Regions from separate parts of the Anas platyrhynchos genome. Here region 1 is linked to region 2. The links are chromatin contacts, called in public Hi-C maps. All regions are on one chromosome and are shown on one strand. Each heading gives the region's core, a stretch centred on a gene start, on an enhancer-like site or on the middle of the called end of the contact. The rest is flanking DNA. Distances are from core to core; before and after follow the strand shown. Region 1 overlaps LOC119718281 (a long non-coding RNA gene). Region 2 has its middle 110 kb from the start of DUSP7.

Region 1 (4,043 bases), core at 1,153-3,652, 95 kb before region 2:
ATTCAGAGTTTTGCTTGTATTATTTTTTTCTTAGTCCCTTCCTTATCCCTTCCTCTGCAGCTCGAGTTTGGCTGGTGGTTTTCCCATGTGTGTTTTTTTTTTTTTTTTTTTTTTTTTCTCCTGAGAGGTGAGTTATGATAAACCCTGCACAAAGTGTGAGGGACCAGATGGGTGTATTGGTGAGACACTGGTCACTGATACGGCATTAGTGAAAGCCCTGTGCTAGCAAGGAGCTGAGCTCTGAGGTTTGGTTGTGGATGTGACATCCTAGCAACACTGCTTTTTTTTTTTTGTATGGGAGATTTTGAATTGAAATGTGTGTCTGTGGGGGGTGTGTGACTGTGGGTCTGGGATAAGAACCCTCCCTCCACCCACCCCCCTTCCTTCCACAAATGTAGTTCTAAATTACACCCATCATTTTATTTCCCTGTTCCAGTGATGCAGTTTGGTTCTTGCTCTAAAATGGCCTGGAGGATTGACTCCAGACTGTTTGGAGCAGGCATCAGTCTGTGCAGGGTTGGACCCCCTGAGAGACCAGGCAGGATCCTCTTGAAGGTGTTCAAAGCAGGATACTGGATGTGAGTTTGAAGGGTTTCTGGGTGCTGAGTCCAGAGAAAGCTGCCCTCTCCTCCCACAGAGCAGGGATCAGCTCTGTCTGTATCCTCTCTGCCATTCATCACCTTCCTTCTGCCCCCATCCAGGCTGTTGTCTTCAAGTGATCCTGTGCTAGAGGTTCACGCAGGCTCCTGCATGTCTTGGCCCTGCATCCATTTGGCAGAAAGCTGAGAGATGTTTGGGAAAGGTTTTTTTTTGTTGTTTGTTTGTGTGTGTGTGTGTTTTTTTTTTTTTTTTCAAAGCTTCAACAAGAAGCTTCACTATTCATTCATTCCCCAAATAGCTTTCCCTCTCATTGGACTTCTTCTTCCTGCTAGGACAGTCCAAGCCTGTTCTGACAGGCAGCTTATCTGCCTCGCAGCTCTGACTGCTGCCTCTGTCTCTCCTTTGTGTGGGAGGTGTTTTGTCTTTCCAAACTTCTGCTGACTTCAGTGGTCGCTAGCTTGTGCCCAAACATGCACTGATAGCACAGTTCAGTGCTGAAATTTGCCACTGGCTTTTATTTATGTCCCTGCAGCATGTTTTCCTTCGCAAAGGGAAGGACTTAAGTGTTTTGGGGAGGGGCCAGAGGGTTGTTATTGAAAGTTAGCAAAGCAGCAGTTCTCCACTGACCCTGTCTGCCTCTGACTACTGAGTCCTGCAGCACAACATGGTGTTGAGGGATGCCGGGCTAATGAGGGTCCAAGTAAGGGGCTGAACTGCACAAAAACTGCCTGAAAATGCAGAAAGCAACCAGTTAGTTCCTTTCCTGTGTTGCCAGCTGCTGAGGCTGGTCCAGAGAAATTCCCAGTCTAGTTTTAAATCCCGTAGAAGTGGAGAGAAGTGCATGTGTGCCCATGTAGATTTACAAATCTCATTTTTTTTTTTATATATAAAACAAATCTGGTCCTGTTTGAAGCTGCTCTCTGCCAGTGTGCACTGCCTGATACAGAATCAGTGCTTCAGTTCTCAGGCAATATGATGGGAAGCAACAGCAGCCAGGAAAGCCCCATCTATTTGCCCCTGCATGCTTCTCCTAGAGCAGCAGTTTCAGTCCAGTGCCTGCAGCCTCATCCCCTAGACCAGACTCGCTGGGCCTGTCTCAGACAGAAGGAGAGGACGGACCCTCTCAGCAGAGACCTGTCTGTCTTGTGGAGAGCACTCCGTGATCGTACATAGTGTGTGAGGAAAGCTCTTGGTGCTGCTGCCAGCCTTCGGCTAACAAGGTCAGTCACCACCCTGAGCCTGATTAAAAGTCTCAGTGATTTAAACTGGGAACGCTGAGGCCTGGTGATGGGCTGGGGTGTGGCTGCCTTACCTCAAAAGTGGTGGTGGGCCACCAAGAGATGAAGGTGCACACAGGAACATTTTCCCTGCCTTAGTGTCAAAAATCAAGCTCTGAACTCTGACAGTCTGGAATAATTCCCAGATGTTGCTCTCCTGAAATATGGACAAAGCTAGATGATGGTTAGTTGTCTTGAACAACCAAAGCTGCTTTGAGCCTGCTCCTTTGTGGAGGTGCCTTTGGTTTTGCTTTGGGAGGTCTTCACTTTTCTTCCTGAAAGCTGAGATGCTTTCTGTTGGCCGTGCAATGCCATTAAATGTCCAATGCAACTGCATGTGCAGCAGAGGCATGGAGATATTTGTAGGTCAGGGATGACAGATACTTGCAGGACTCATAGGTGCTATTAATTAATTGCATTCCAACAGCAGCGAAAGCAGTAGCAAGAGTAATAAACAAATTATAATCTACATTATGAAGCTGACAAATACCACCCACTCATTACTTGTCTTTAACCACTCTCATTACTACCCAGTCTTTGTGGGAACTGATCTTGCTTCTCAGTGTCCCACTTGTTCACTTTAATATCATTATCTGAAGCAATCGGCCGCTCCTTGTGAAAGAAGAGGAAGGTACTTTTCCTGGGGCTTGTTTTCTGGGTGCTGAAATCTGGGTAGCTCTGGGGTGGAGGAGTGTGAAGGACGCTTCACAAAAGTGTGATGAGACTGGGAAGTGAAGGCTGAACTCCACAGGGACGACGGAGGGGGTTGTGGGTGGCAGGATGGCAAATTGTCTTTGGGGGAAAAAGGCTGCGCTCTGCTCACCTTTGTTGTATTGAGGACTAGAGTCTTCAGTCTTGGTGGTGCCTGGCTGCTGCCTTCATGTTGTATCAGGCTGTACTTAAATGCTATGACGACGCTGTGCCTGGGGTGCAGCTCTGCTTCCCTCTGTGGCAAGGTGCCCATGGCTGGGACCCTTCTTGGGGGATGTTGTTGAGGCCAGCGAGCTGAGGAGTTGAGTGGGAGAGCAGGTAGGAAAATTCTCCATGGGTGGCGGGACCCTGGGGAGCTTGGAGGTCCTGTTGTGCTCTTGGGGTTTTGAGATATCTCATGGCGGTCTCTAATGGGTAAATAATAAGCTGAAAGATGGGAAATGAAGATCGAAAGGTGAAGGGCCAGCTTTCCCGATAGGGAATTGACATTAGTCAACTGTGACAAGGGGCTGTCAAAGGTCGGAGCTGCTGAATGGGTCTGTTAATGATAAATAGGAGTAAATGGCAGATGAAGTCTGCTGCTCGCTATTCAGAGCAGCAAAAAACAAAAGCTATGGTGAATAGCTGTAGAAAGTCCTTGTAATTGAGAGTAGTGGGGTTGTGCAATAAGATGCTGAGAAAAGCAAAGCAATCCAGGAGGGAGAGGGAGCCGTTGTAATCAGTAATTCATCGTAATTCAGTGCAGGGGGCTCAAAACAGGACGGTGTCACGTGGGTGACAGATCGCAGAAGTTCAATGAACTGGGCTAGAGGAACAAGGCTTGGTGCTGTGTTTGTGTTTTTGTTTGAAAAACAAAACAACTAAAAATCAGCTCCCAGGAAAAAAAAGATCACAAACAGTTCAAATGCACTGAGTAGATCTGTGGTGAACAAAGTTTATGCAGGTTTGGGGGAAACTGGAGCAACTAATGCAAGAAAAATCCATTGAGGGCTGTTAAATACCACTACACAGTCTCTGGTTGAGAAGGTCCTGGAGCTGCAAATAGCTGGATCCCGGGAAAGCATTTGTAATGGAACATGGCTATGCTCTCACCCTGTTCTTACATCCTTCCTTAGATGCTGCTGTTGGAGATGAGGCACGATGTAGCTCGATCCAGCTAGGCTTAGTGGCTCTGGTTCCTCTGCTCTTCCATGGAGATACTGCCCTGTAATAACCTACACCTAACCCACTGTGACTGTGTGTGTGTGTGAGGAGGTTTTATGGGGGCTGGCAATGCTGTTCCTCCTCTTCTTCTGCCTCTTCTGTTCGGAGAAGAAAGATGAAGTGCCTGGCTGGAGGAGAAAAACTGCTGAGGATATTGTACATCTGTTCTCAAAGGGATACTGCAGCAGGTGGGCAATGTCCTATAGCATACCCAAAGCAGGGAGAGGGGCTTTCCTTCAGCAGACACACTGA
Region 2 (4,144 bases), core at 171-2,670:
ATGTTACTGTTGTTTCCCCTTCTCTCTTCCCTGTCAGACAAGGTCATTTCTGAAGCCAACGACCAGTTAAGTTTTAATTCTGCAACCATGGAAAATGATTATTAGAGGGGACAAGCTTCCATGTGGATGATTAACTGGTACATCCGATGACTGGTTACATTTTAACAGGCTCCTTTTGCACAACTCCTTTCACCTGTAGCAAACCTGAATTTCTATGAAAATGAATTTCCCATGTGCTGTAATAGGTCCAATTCTTCATTAGGACATAGCAACACCATTCAGTCCTGGCAGGAAAAACTGATGCAAAGAGGAAGGAAATAGCCCTATGATAAGAAACTCGTGGGAGCTTTCCCTTGCAGTCTCAGTGCTGTCCCTGCTCCCACTCCCTTGTTGCAGCTGGGAGAGCTTGCTTCATTTTTTTGTTGCCAGGACTAGGAGAAGAATTGCCCTGAGAGTGTTACAGCCTCTTATAACCCTTAACTAGTGAAAGTGTCAAGGTGTATTAGAGCCACGCCTGCCACCGCGTTGGCTCAGGTTTTGGAGTAGCTAAAAGCAAGGCCAGCTTTCAATGAGATGTAATTCTTCAAGGAGGAAAACACGGAGAACTACTGCTGTGCCAGGGGGAATAAAGTTAAGGCTGGGTTGTGGCAGCATGGCCTGAATTGATCCTCCTAGTACTGCATTTTGGAGATGTTTTCCGAAAAGAAAACGTTTTGAGGCTGTATGATTTTTTGGTGTGGAGCATGCACGCAATATTTCAAGTCTTGCCATCTGAATGAGCTGCAGGGCGTGAATTTTTCCTTCCTAATAAAGGAGAAAGATGGCTGACAAACCAAAGGGGAATACAGCAATGCAGTGAACCCTTACTGAGGGAAAAACACTGGCACTAGGAGAGCCTTTCTAGTAAGCCCATTCATTGCTTTATGTAAATATTGCATTCATCTTTCCCTCCTGGCTTCTCTTTGCTGTGGCTTGAACGGTGCATTGAGAAAACCCAAACCATCTTGCTCCCACTTGAAATGCAGCAGGCGCCGATGTGGTTAAGGCGATTCAGAGCTGGTCCTCAGCTGTCAGCCACTGGCAGAGGCACTGGTATCTGTGGAGCTCTGCCTACCTGTGTCAGCAGAGCGTCTGGCACAGAGCTGTCCCCTCTTGTTCAGAAACCTGCCGAAGGAGAGGGATCGTGGATGGCTGTCTCTGTGCCAGCTCTGTGCAGCTGCAGCTATCCTGCTGGCGGGTGCCTCTCCTGGCTCCCCCAGCTGTGGGTCTCAGATGTGTCTGGGCTGGTGGCTGTCGTCTGCACTTGCCCATGGTGTGGTCCAGAGCCCGTGTGGGTGCACGAGGAGCAGCAGACTTTGCCTCGCTGGCAGTGTCTGTGGGGCAAGAGGCAGAGGCAGCACGCAGCCCTGTCCTCGGCATGCTTCCTCAGACTCAATTATCTTGTCTGTCCTAGATGATCCCTTCCATCTCGTGTACAGCTAAGGGCAGCAATTGGCCTTTGATTTATTTATGGCACTTTCACTTTTGTTCTCTTTCCCCTATTAGCAGTAAGGGATAAGTTCTGCTCTTGGCTTAATGTGGGTATCTGTGAGCAGGCTCACGCCTGTGCACTCCAAGGCTGTTTTTAAGAGCTAGCTGATAGCAGCGCTGTGGTGTGAACCTGATAAATCTTTAAAGAGAAAGTGAGGGCTGCACACAGAGGCCTGGCATTAGCGTCTGCTGACACTGATAGGAATTGGTGGTGACTGCTTCAGTGCAGTATTAAAGGATATCTAAAATCCAACTCTGCCTGAAGGGCTAATCTTGTGAAGTCCCACTGAATGGCATCTGAGACAGGCTTGACCAGGGGAGGCATTTACATTTGCCCCACAGGGTGTATCTGCCATCCCATAAATAGCTGTGAGTCAAAGCTTTGACAGTGCAGTATGCACACCTCGTACAGAAAGCACAGCGAGCTGGTATCTCTGCTAATGGCTGGGTGGCTGCTAATTGCGACCTGCAGCACCAAAAGCCTCTGGCAATCATGAATCTCGTGACGTGGAGTTTTTCCTTTTTCTTTCTAACCACTTGAATGGAAACAGGGGTTCTTGTTTAATGACTTGATCCCCATTCCCAGGCCTTGTGATGAAATCTCAGCTGCTCCGACCCAGGACCAGGGGAGGAGCCAGCGCTGGCTGACACTTTGCTCCTGCTGGAGGTGATGTCCTTGTCCTGTTGGGGATGGGCTGGGGCATGGGACCAGAATTGTTCCCCTCCCACTGGAGTGTCATTGCCCTCACTGGCTGCTGTTCCAGTTCCGTCACTGCTTCTGAGAAGCTGTACAGGATGATGCACTGGCTTTTGTGTCTGGGAAAACGCGGGCAAAATGCAGGATGTTGGACATGGTGAGCCAGATCCCTGTCTCTGCTAGGGCCAGCAAGACGGGGGCTCTGAGAAGAATTGTCGCAGAATAAACCATCTGTTACATCTGGGAATGAAACTGGGAAGAAATGCCCCCGAAGATCTTTTTCATATCTGAACTGGAAGCTGCAAAAGTTCGGGGAGGTGTGAATTGGTTGAACCGTCTTCAGCCCCCTGTGGCTCCAGCAGTGGTGCTGTAGCAGCAGCAGCATGTGGGCATTTGCACATTTTTCACGTTTTCTAACCTTGTCCTCTGTTACTCCGCTGGGACGTGCTCATTCCCTCTTTCCCTGCTCCCGTCAGCCTTCTGCCTTTTCAAATGCAGAGCATTCATATAAAGAAATTAAAAAAAAAAAAAAAAAAAAAAAAGCTTCCAGAACTGATTTTATGTGACAGATGTTACTGTCAAAGTTAGGAAGATGGCCCAAAGGCTAACTGAGCTGGAGAGAAATTGAGTGTAAGCATTTTTCAGCGCAAAGTGATCTTGCATGACCTGGAGTGTCATTTTCACAGCAGCCTCCCCTATGTCTGGAAGAGAGACAGGATTTATCGGGGACACAGGGGGACGCCAGTGGGAGCAGCAGTTTGGACTGTGCTTTTCAGTTGTGATTACTGAAGTCCCTTGATCTGTTGGTCCTGCTTGGATGAAGGCACTGCTCCTGTTAGGATTTTCCTGGTTTAGGAATCCTGTCTGCATTATAGCAAATGTTTCCCTAAGGGAGGACTGGATGTGGTGTATTCATACGCAGTACCTTTGAGACCCATCCAGCCAGCTTAATTCTGGTATTTCACCAAGGTTATATAGAAAGCTGGCAGCCTGCAGTTCCAACCAGCAGACACCCAGGAAGCCATTTCCCATAGAATTCCCCAAATTTGCTGAGCCTGAATTGCTCTGGTTTTCTACAAAACCTGGGGAGCTGGCTCCGAGCTGTCTTTGTGACCAGCTGCGTGGCTCTGCACCTGGTTGCACCAGGAGGGGCTTGCCCAGATCTCCTCCTTTTCCTGCTAGTTTGGTTGCGAAGCTGAAGCAATGTTTGTTTTTGTAGTACTAGCCCGATTCCATGTGCTTAAGCTGAAGGCTGTTGGTGGGGATACCTGGGCACTGAAATTTTATGGTCGATATTTCAGTGTATGTTTGCCTGCTTCATTACGTTGTTTTATTATGCCTGTGCAGTTTGCAAAGGGGCAGGGGATCCCCTACAAAGGAACATAATGTGAATGTTTATATACCTTCTAGCTTCAGCCTCAAGGAAATCCCAATCGTGTCACTGTTATTTAAGGGCAACAGTGAAGAATCAGCCTTAGAAAACTCAGGGAGGCGTTAAGCAAACCTTTCCCAGTTTTGATAATGAAACTGCAAGGAGATAATTCATAAGCGTGAGGGATGTGCTCTGGAGCCTGTGCCAGCAGTTCCAAGCTAGTGACAATGCTGGGGGGCCAAGCTGGTGCCTGCAGGACCTGTGTGCTCATGGTCTGCCCCTGCCATGAGCACTGGTGAGGACAGAGGGAGCTCAGGAGGCTGGGATGCTGGAGGCTGCAAGGGGGGCAAGAGCATTGCAAGCAAGGAGGTAACGTTTGGGGGAGAAAAGCCAATTCCAGGGAACAGGGAGCAGCGAGACCTGCCGAAGAAGCCTTGTGGAGGCAGTTTTGGCAGCGTTTCTAGGAGGTGACTGATCACAAAGCTCTGATGACAGCCTTTTTCCAAGGCTTTTATGGACAATGCAGTTTAGTGTTGCAACAAAAT

What was found. A called contact is a pair of places that touch in the nucleus more often than the background predicts.
Region 1: a Hi-C map of liver shows a contact between it and region 2, with 4 times the contacts expected there. The contact joins two enhancer-like sites. A contact is called at or near these places in 2 of 8 Hi-C or Micro-C datasets (liver and skeletal muscle).

What each region holds. Positions count from the first base shown.
Region 1 is chr13:15,124,865-15,128,907 of IASCAAS_PekinDuck_T2T, reverse strand. It overlaps LOC119718281 (a long non-coding RNA gene), which reads left to right. Exons shown (of 3, transcript XR_011812597.1): 1 at 1-4,043. Among named protein-coding and RNA genes, the nearest start is that of DUSP7, 15 kb to the left of the region's middle. Within about 2 kb of position 2,402, at least 1 of the 8 cell types and tissues checked has an H3K27ac peak or open chromatin away from gene starts, as enhancers often do.
Region 2 is chr13:15,028,872-15,033,015 of IASCAAS_PekinDuck_T2T, reverse strand. No RefSeq gene overlaps it. Among named protein-coding and RNA genes, the nearest start is that of DUSP7, 110 kb to the left of the region's middle. Within about 2 kb of position 1,420, at least 6 of the 8 cell types and tissues checked have an H3K27ac peak or open chromatin away from gene starts, as enhancers often do.